Regions from separate parts of the Anas platyrhynchos genome. Here region 1 is linked to region 2. Evidence: chromatin contacts called from public Hi-C data. All regions are on one chromosome and are shown on one strand. The core of a region is the stretch at or near the end of the contact, and the rest is flanking DNA. Distances in the headings are between cores, read along the strand shown. Region 1 overlaps LOC119713428 (a long non-coding RNA gene). Region 2 overlaps PEX14 (peroxisomal biogenesis factor 14).

Region 1 (4,613 bases), core at 1,681-4,180, 280 kb before region 2:
AGCCCAGCTTCTTTTCTGCTCTGTCGTTAATATTAGTGTGGAAATCTTCCTGTTCCCTCCAACTGTTGGGGATATTGGCATGTCTGGGCCATTCATGGTTCATCCTGCGCTGTCATTCCTCCCTTTTGTGCCAAGTGTGTGGAAAACTCTCCCAGTTTTCCTTAACTCAATGAGGAGTCTGAACTCCAGGGGAAGCACTTTTCTTTGGGAAGGAGGACAGGCAGGACACGAGCAGTCTTCTAAAAGTTGAACACAGAAGGACAATGAGAGGGACACGAGTACTCTTCCTGATCCCCTGGTGTCTCAGCTGCTCTGCTCCCTTCCCCAGGGACAGCTTGTCCCTACTACAGGGTTTGTCTTACGCTCCTGCCGCCGACACCTCCACTCCTTGTGGGAAAGTTAGCTGCTGGAATGGCATGTGCACGGGCCTCCTGGGAGAGGTGGAGCTCCAGGAGCAATTAGGAAATGGCAGAGGCACTTGTGGACTCTGGCTCGCGGTGCCACTCTTGGCGTAGCGAGCGCAGGGTAGGTGTGGCAGAAGAAAAAGGAGAAAAGTTGGCTTGGGCGGGGTGCAGGGAGTAGGGCCGGGTGAGGAAGGCGTGAGCTCAGAGGCGCAGGCAGGAATGGAGCTCGGCGGCATGTGGATGTGAAATATGCATTGGGATCACGTTGGGATAAAGGAGAAGCCCCAGTGTAGGCAGTCATTAATCTGGGAGATGTGGGCCACGATGAGGCGTTGCGAAGCTTAGCCCGGAGGTGGGGCTGCCTTTGATGGCAGCGAGCGCATCCGCGGGCTCTGGGGCCGTGCCTGGAGCGAGGGCGGGCGGCTCCTGCCTCCCCCGGGCACTCCCTGGCACCACGGCCGCCTTGCCCAGGGTCTGCAGGGGGCTGTGGGCACGAGGGCAGCGCCGCCGAGAGCTTAGACTGACGTTTCTTTGGGGATAGAGGCTGCTGGGGGCTCCCAGGTTGCAGGGTAGCAGCCCTTGGGTCTCGAGCTACAGAAGCCCAAGGCTTTTGTTCCCAGTCCCAGGGGTCTCCCCTCCTCCCAGCTCTGTTACAAGGCACTAGGAAAACACCATAGCAAATTCGACGGAGCTGGGCTGGCTCTTGGTGCTCGGAGCCTGTTTCAGGGCCTGGCGAGCATCCTGAGAAAGAAATCCCGAGCCGTGCACTCTGCCCCAGGCGCTGGTGCTTATCACCCCTGTGTGGGCCTGACGCAGCCCAGGAGCTGGCAGCAGCCTGGGAGCTCCCACAGCTCTGCCCCGCATCGCCTCCTGACCTGCTCGTCCTGTCCTGGCTCTGTCTTTAGCTCAGGCTGCCAGACGGCTGCTGGCTTACAGGAGAGCACAGGCCACTCCGAAACCATTTCTTCCTCCGTCACCTGGGCCTGAGGTCGCTCACGTGAAAGCCTGGGATCAGAAGCTTTCTGCCGCGCTCCGGTTCAACCCCCTGCCACCAGTGCCAGGCACCCGGGGCAAGCCCCAAGGGGTGTCTGCGTCCCTCCTGGCCCCGTAAATGACAAGGGAGGAACTTGCAGGCCCAGGAGAGGTGGGGAGGGGGCATTGTGCAGAGCTGAAGGACCGGGGGGACAGTGGGCACATCCCTGAGCCTGACCCTTGAGGACACGGTGCTCAGAGGGGTGTCGTGGTGCCCTGTGGGTGCTGTGCAGCCTGCCTCCAAGCCCTGTGCTCCTGCTGCTGTGCCACTGCTCGAGGCTCACAGCACGGGGACCTAAAACCTCTCCGAGTGTCCTCCTGGGGGTGCAGCCCTTCTGGGGGGCTTCTTGGTGTCCTTGTGCATCGCGCTGGGGTGCGGGGGGCAACAGGGGAAGCGTCACTGTAACCCCGGCCCTTCCTGCACTGCTGCCTGCCCCGAGCAGGGGTTTGCGGGGTGGCAGGGGCAGCCAGCTGCAGGGAATTAACGCCTCGTGCTCAGGACACGATCCAAAACCCCAAATCCTCCAGTAAAAGTCAGTCTGGGGATGGTGCATTTGGGGGGAAAGAGGTGAGCCCGGTGGGGCTCCTGCGACGTGGAGGTTTCTCTGTGCCACTTCTGCACCGCACCCTGCAGCTCCCAGGGACACGGCAGACACCTCCCGCACCCCGTGCTCCGAGAAACGCCTTCCCCTGAGATCCCTTTGGGGCAGCCCCTTCCTTTTTTCCTTCCTTCCTCCCTTCCTTCCTTCCCCCTGTCCCCTCGGTGTCCGGGCGCTGTGCAGCAGGGGGCGCCCGGGGCACGCCGGAGCGGCTCGGCACGGCCGGGCTCGGCTTGGCACGGCCCGGCACGGCTGGGCTGGGAGCCGCAGCCCGGCAGGCAGAAGCCGGCCCAAATTTTGGCAGCTCGGCCGGCCCGAGAGCGGCCCGGCGAGGCGTTTGCGGCTGCAGGTACCGCCGGCTGCTCCTGCCCACGAGGGCTGAGCGCAGCCCGGTTATATAAAGTTTAATTAGAATACTTGGCTCTCGCGAAACGCTTTCTATCTGGAGATCTCAAAGTGCTTTCTAAGCATTAAACAAGCCTCGCAATGCCCTCTCCTGTCTTCATGTGGGAGGGTTTGCTACACCCTTTTTTTTTTATTATTATTTATTTGAAATGCTGTCAGGAGAAACTGAGGTGCGGAGATGGGAAACGACTTGCCTGGGATCAGCCAGCAGGTCAGTGGCAGAGCTGGATGCACGACTGAGAAGTCTCCTTGATTCGTTCCTGGCTTTAATTCCTCGGAGTGCTGCCTTCCTCTGGGAGCAGCTGTGCCCTGAACCCACCGGGTTTGGGATCTGAGTGGCCCTGTGCTGATCCCCAGGGAAATGCCTCGACAGCCTGCTCTGCTCCCAGCAGGGTTTTTTTTTTCGGGGGCTATTCCCCCATCCCTGCCCGGAAAGTTGTGGCCTGAGCCTGCCCACGGTGGCTTTTCTCTGTTTAATCTCATGGACTGCTGGCAGGAAGGAGCGGGGCCTCGGCTCAAGGTCTCGCTATCAGAGGCTGGGGAGCCAATTTGGCTGCAGTGCCTCTGTACCTCAGAAGGGACCATTCCCTGGCATCTCCTTCTCCTTCCCCATCCCCCTGCATGAAAGGTCAAGGAAATGAATGGGACAGCGCGATGTGCGAGCCTGTAAATATTTAGCAAGCCGCTCGCTTTTACATTGCAGATTTTGCTCCGTGGGCATGGCCGTTAATATCAGTGAGACATTAGCTCCGAAAAGCGCCCGTCACACTGTTAACACTGAAAGTGCTCCGTCAAAGCGCCTCACCATGAATTACGGGACTCGAGCTTTCTTTATTAGCCCGGAGTTTGTACAGCAGAAACATCAACCTCAGACCCGCGGCGGCGGGAGAGAAGCCCTGGGAGGAAATGAAAAGGAAAGAGCTTTACCTGCAGAAGGGTAATGCCCTGCCAAGGGCTGGGACGGGGAGCAAGCTCTGCTTCCACGCGGAGAGCTCACCTCGAGAGACTCCTAAAAGTAGCCCTGATCTGTGCCACCTTTATCAGAAGCCACGTTATGAGCAGGATGATTTGGGGGGGCGGGGACGGCCGTTCCCTTGGCTCTGTCGCTGTGGCTGCGGAGATTTTTTTTGTCTCGGGGTAGGGGTGGTGAGGTTTTGGTGCTAGGGGAACCTCTCGGCCCCAGCCCCCCGACTGCAGCCGCTCTGCGGTTTCGTGTTGGGCTCAGGGTCACAATTTGACTCAGATTTCGTTTCATTTGCACAAAGACTCATTGACGCCCGGGCCTAATGAACATCAATATTCTTAATGACAAGGAAAAGATCTGTTTTATGGGACTCCAGACAGGCAGCGTCTCCGTGCTCCTTCTGCAGAATCGCAGGAAAATAGCCCCAATCTGCACACATTTGGGTTTCCACCGTTACAAAGTTCGAGCCCCCAACCTCAGAGGAAGCTCCTCAGATAAGAGCATCTTTCTTGGAAACCTCTGTCAAAGTTTTGCAGAATTAACTGCTGCGCTGTCTTCTCAGCCTGTCTTCTGTGTTTCCAATAAGCAATCCAATTACACACATTCTTTCTTTAGAGTTGTGATGATACTGTTGGTTTTCCTGCCAAAAGATTCATAAAAACACGATGGGAGTTTTTGTTGTTTTCTGATTTTTTTTTCTTTTATTTTCCCAAAACTAAAAATTCAAAGGGAAGTATTATGAAAAAAAAATAATAATTGCTGCAACTGAAACACAAGATTGAATGGGCTGCGTTTGTCAGCTTCACTTGCACTTCTGTTTTGTTTTGGGGGGTTAGGTTATGTTTTTTTTTTCCATATAATTTTGCATTTCTACCCTCAGCCTTTTGCATCTTTGGCTACCAGATGTGTCCCACATTGAAGAATTATTTCTCCTCCCTAGAGTGAAATAAATGCAATCAATATGAGTATTGCTCTCAGGGCCTTGAAATATTACATTAATGTTCCATGTGGTGACATTTTAGCTGGAATTTTCAAATACATTATGATGGTTCAAATTAATATTTATCAGATCAGCTTTTATATTTTGCAAAAGAGAGAGAGGGAGAGAGAGAGAGTAAGCATTATTAAAATACAAAATGCAGATGAATTCCAAAATCGATGGTCCATTTTACCAGCACTTTCAAGGGGCTGTGTTTTGCTTTCTGGTTT
Region 2 (4,844 bases), core at 740-3,239:
AAACCTTCTTCTTTCCCGATCAGAATAAAGGATCGGGTACACAACAGCTGGGCAGGAGTAGCCAAATGTTCTCGGAGCAGCGGCAATGGGGCTTTGCCCAGCACTTCCACCCTCAGAGAGATGCCCCACCTCAGCCTACGAGCAGAACCCAAACTTGAACCCTCCATTTTAAATCAGCCCCTGTTTTTTTGTTTTGTTTTTATAACTCTCTAACAAGAAGGAACAGGCTGAGGTGGGCTAGGAGCGTACCTCCCTTGGACGATACCCCAGCACTTCATTTTGCAATAGCAATTGCAAAAGATCATAATATAAATCATGGCAATAAACAGTTGCAAAGCATTCAAACCTGCAAACTGAACTGGAGGAAAATCTATGACCACGATGAATTCTGTCGTAAGGCAGAATACAGTTTTTATATTTGTATAAAAATACCCAGTTTTTATAACTAGGGTCATATTCTCGTGTATACAGACTTTGTACTTATGTAACTCCACTCTTCTGTGATGGAGTGGCTGTAGATTTTCACTGCGAGTTAACTGACTTCCAGAACAAACCTGCAGAATTTTGGCAAATTAAAACAACACTTCTTGGGGCAGATTAGAAAGTAAAACACCCAAAAAACGACCATAAAGCACTTAATATTAAGCTTACAGTTTACAAACTGTTGTACAAGCAGTGATAAATCACTAGAAAGTAAAATGTGTACGTATTTTCACATTTTCCATACTGCTAACAGATTTTATTGATAGGGAATTCTGCCACTAAAATACTACACTTGCTGGTTTCCTATAAAAGAAAGGAGATGGCCGAAAATTTTGTTAGAAATTGAAATGATAAAGCAGGAATGGCATCTATTCTTTAAAACTCCACAAATGAAAAACATCTGTCTGCTTTCCTTTTGAGGAACCTGTCCCTTTGGGTATATATTAAAAAACAAAAACATAAACCAGGGGCCGACAATCCCACCAGATGTTTGGCACCTGGAGCTTTTTCAAGTAATTGATCAAGAAAATGAATATTTTTTTTCAGGTAAAAGGGGAAAAAAAAAAAAGCTTTAAAACCTTTCACGCTGTCAATGCTCTAATTCATTTTATCTCAGACTTTAAGGGAAGACTGCAGCTACAAACACATTCCAGCTTATAGCCTCCCAAATTAAAAATAAATACACACCACCCCTACTCCAGAAGTCAGGGTTTGAAGCTTTGACCATATTTTGCAAAATGACAGTTATTAAAAACAACAAACATGCATCGCAGTGAGTCATCTGGTTTCCAACTTCTGAGTCAAAAGGGGCTGATTCCACACAAACTGAAACCTGGCTCTCCGACTACTTGCATGTTTAACGATTTGTATCTCTGCACCACAGCTTCAGAACAGGATGTGGAAGAAAAGAATGAAAAGGAGATGGGAGAAAGGGGAGGGGAGGGGAAGAGAAGAAACACTTCTTTACTGGTCCCAGTGTCATTGCAAATAAAGACCACGTCAAGATTTAAACCATAATAATGGAAAGGCTATAAAGGTCCCTGCTATAATGTTTCCTCTGATATTCCCTTTCATAAATGCTCTCTTTATGTTGCATGCTTTGCAATAATACATGTAATGTTTGTGAACTAGCCCCGCTGGGGAAGCTGTATCATATGAAGCTTCACAGAACACAACATTAGAAGGCAGACAATTCATTTCCCAGTCCCCCAGCCTTTGTCAGCTCCACCTATCTTCTTGAAACGAATGCAGCCAACGTGAGGAGACAAGTCATCTAAAGCAACCTCCAGATCTGTTTCGCTGGAAACGGATCTGTATGTTCTCACTCCTGGACACGCAGTACGGAGCTACCTCTGCTCCCAACGCAACACCTCCCTGGGCTGGGCTAAAAGCCTCTTCCCAGGCCCAACATGTAGGAGCAGGAACCCTGAACTCGTTCACAGCTGTGCCAATCGGATCGATAGCATCCTGAGCTTCCTCTTGGCAGAGACCGTGAGGAACATCAGTGCCAAGAGTATCTGAGGCACAGATCCCTGCCAGCACCAGTGCTGTGAGCCTCCCGACGGCACTGCTTAAACACATGCAGCAGGGCAGTGGCTGCAACACCTCTCTCAGCATGTGTGTGCATAGCAAGAAGGGCCAGCAGCAGGCTGAGACCTCTGCAGGCCCGGCAGAAGCACAGGGAAGACCTCTGTAAGAATTTCGGGTCAGGACAGAATCCCATGTGGCTTTAACAGTGAATTCCCAAGTGACCTGAAACAAGCACTCTGAAACACACCGGTGCCTGGGGCGCTGACCACTGGAGTGAGACCCAAATTCATCTTTCTGAGCCCGTGGCAACCTGATGTTGAGAAAGGGGTTGTCAAAAATACAGCGTCAAGGGGGAGGGGGGGACTCATCTCAGTCTTGACTGTAATTCTCAATCACCGCACAGAAAGTATTTATATCCTGTTGGCAGCGTGTGTAACCAATGCGACTCTTCGTGTCAGAGCTGTCAATTACAGCCCTGACTTATGAGGAAAGATTAAATGAGCTAAATATGTAGAGCTTGGCTAAGAGACCGGGATGGGGGTGGGGAGAGGAGAAATGATGTGATAACTGTCTGCAAACATCTGAAGGGTGCAGATGCTTAAAGAGGAAAGGAATCACTTGGGGTGGCACACAAACAGGAGAAGCAAGCTGGAGGGGAGACACAGGAAACTCTCGCTGCATGGCAGGGATGCTCCATCCCAGGAAGGCGTGCTGAGCTGCACAACTGCATCCCAAGGAACAGCTGACAGCAGAGGACAATCCTGCTCTGACCAAGAGATAGAACACAATGTAAAAAAGCAGGGCACACTGTGAGCGTGGCTGGTGATATGAAGTTATCCCTCATGCTTCTTTCCAGCTGTAAAATCCCCTTACTAAAGAGCTATGCATACTGTCATTGCTACTTTTCCAGAAATGCATTTGTCAAATGCATTGTCAAAAGCCATGGTGTGTTATGGGATCACAACTGGGCAGAAGACACGGTCTGTACAATCACGACAGGGCAAAGAGCTATGCACACACACTCACAAAACAAACAAAGCCCCAAATGATTAAGACGTTTGGAAGGATTTGCAATTGAAGTGACCTCCAGAGAAACACAAGAAAATTGAGCAACAGGGAAAGTCTTCTCTAACGAGCTGCTTAGGAACTCCCAATCTATGAACTACAGTGACTCTCAACTTTCTAGTTTTACAAACCTCACTTCTGAAGGTGTTGGCATCAGAAGTATCTGAAGGATGTATTCCTGCTCATCAAAGCTAGGGAAAGTTCTTTCAAGTTCCTGAATAATTCATTCTGCCTTTTGTGCCTCAGCTTCCATACTTTAACGTGATGAAGATGCAATGTATGCTTTGCTCTGAGGCACTACAAAGACGCTGTAGCTATTGCAATTTTTTCTTACAGTGTGATCTCCCAGGTAAAAGTAAGAGAATGCCAAGAAATTAAGAAAGTTATTACATGTAAGCAGTTATAATCTCATGAAAGTCGCTAGCAGTGACAAGACTAACTCTTTGATTGCAGTAACAACAACCCAGACAGCAGCTGGATAAGGGCAAGAGGAGTCCAACTGCTCAGTGGTATTAGAGGAGAGGAATTAAGAATCTCTGGCAACACTCTCCAGGTTAGGAATTTAATAACATGGAGTCAAGAGGCACTCTAAAGAACGAGTCTCCTACATAAAGTTATTTCAAGAAGCTAAAAAGGCAGACACTCCTGTGAAGTTCTTAAGCTGGTCCCTCCTCTCCCTAAGCGGAAAGAACTGTGGGCAATTGCTGCCCTCTACAAGTTGTTTTGCACATAGCATATTTTCCACGCACACAGAGCTGAAGTGATACTATTATCTCACCTTGATCCCGTAACCCATCATTACCAAAGCACACACACTGCAGGCGCCTCCTTGCTGTGTGCCGCCACCTGTTTGAAATTAAAAGGCACCCTTCCCAACAGCTGGGGTGCACACAACAAAGTGCTCCCAATCCTTCTGAGCAGGCAAAGAGCTGGGCTGCCAACGAACACAGAGCAACCAGCTGGCAGCAAAGCAGACCCTGATCTATAAAAAGTTCCTTGTAGGTGTAGCGTGTTTATGCCTCCAAAACATCCTGTGAGCATAAACAGAGAAATGAAATTCATTTTTCTCAAAGGTAAATAGCAAGCAATGTTAAATATTTTCTAAGTGGGTGCCAACATTTTTTTTTCCAACGTCACAAATCACCAGAGCTCCTTTTCTGCCTTCAGTGAGAGCTGGGATCTCCGGAAGCCAAACCATACCTAACGTTAAAGGGATTGCAACTGAACTCCCAGTACATTAATTTCCTTGCATGTTTTGTAATGAGCAACTTTGCCTGTAAGGAACAGCTTTGCCAGAGTATCATGACTATTTCAAAAACATCTTAAAAGTCTTCTGAGCAGTAATAGTGGTTTATCTGAAAAGTGAGAATTGCTTTCAGAAATTTTTTCTGCATGAGTACATAGAACAACGCTGTTGGTAACCAAAAATGAGTGTACCTACCTAGATGTTATGATACTTTCACCCACTGGCTCTAAGTTGTTGTTTAACCTGTAAGCTCTGAGGGACATCCAAAGCCATTATTACATTTTGTACAGGCTGATAGGGCCTTAACCTGCTTTGGCCTGTAACTACTGCAAGTTTCTAGCTTTCATTCATTAGCATATAATGCTACAGCAGCAATTATATCCCAAACGATTATATTCCATCCTCTTTTAAAATTGGGATTTAAAGGAATTCCAAGGAAACTTTCCCACTGACATCAGACCGACAATTTAACTCAATGTGGCAGTGCTCCTTTAACTATGCTCTGTAGGTAAATTTACAT

What was found. A called contact is a pair of places that touch in the nucleus more often than the background predicts.
Region 1: a Hi-C map of skeletal muscle shows a contact between it and region 2, with 3 times the contacts expected there. The contact joins two enhancer-like sites. A contact is called at or near these places in 5 of 8 Hi-C or Micro-C datasets (F1 follicle, liver, skeletal muscle and 1 more).

What each region holds. Positions count from the first base shown.
Region 1 is chr22:4,841,903-4,846,515 of IASCAAS_PekinDuck_T2T, reverse strand. All of the region lies in intron 3 of LOC119713428 (a long non-coding RNA gene), which reads left to right. It overlaps LOC139999276 (a long non-coding RNA gene), which reads right to left. Exons shown (of 3, transcript XR_011804644.1): 3 at 3,378-4,044. Among named protein-coding and RNA genes, the nearest start is that of CASZ1, 42 kb to the right of the region's middle. Within about 2 kb of position 2,930, at least 2 of the 8 cell types and tissues checked have an H3K27ac peak or open chromatin away from gene starts, as enhancers often do.
Region 2 is chr22:4,555,931-4,560,774 of IASCAAS_PekinDuck_T2T, reverse strand. All of the region lies in intron 2 of PEX14 (peroxisomal biogenesis factor 14), which reads right to left. Among named protein-coding and RNA genes, the nearest start is that of PEX14, 15 kb to the right of the region's middle. Within about 2 kb of position 1,989, at least 2 of the 8 cell types and tissues checked have an H3K27ac peak or open chromatin away from gene starts, as enhancers often do.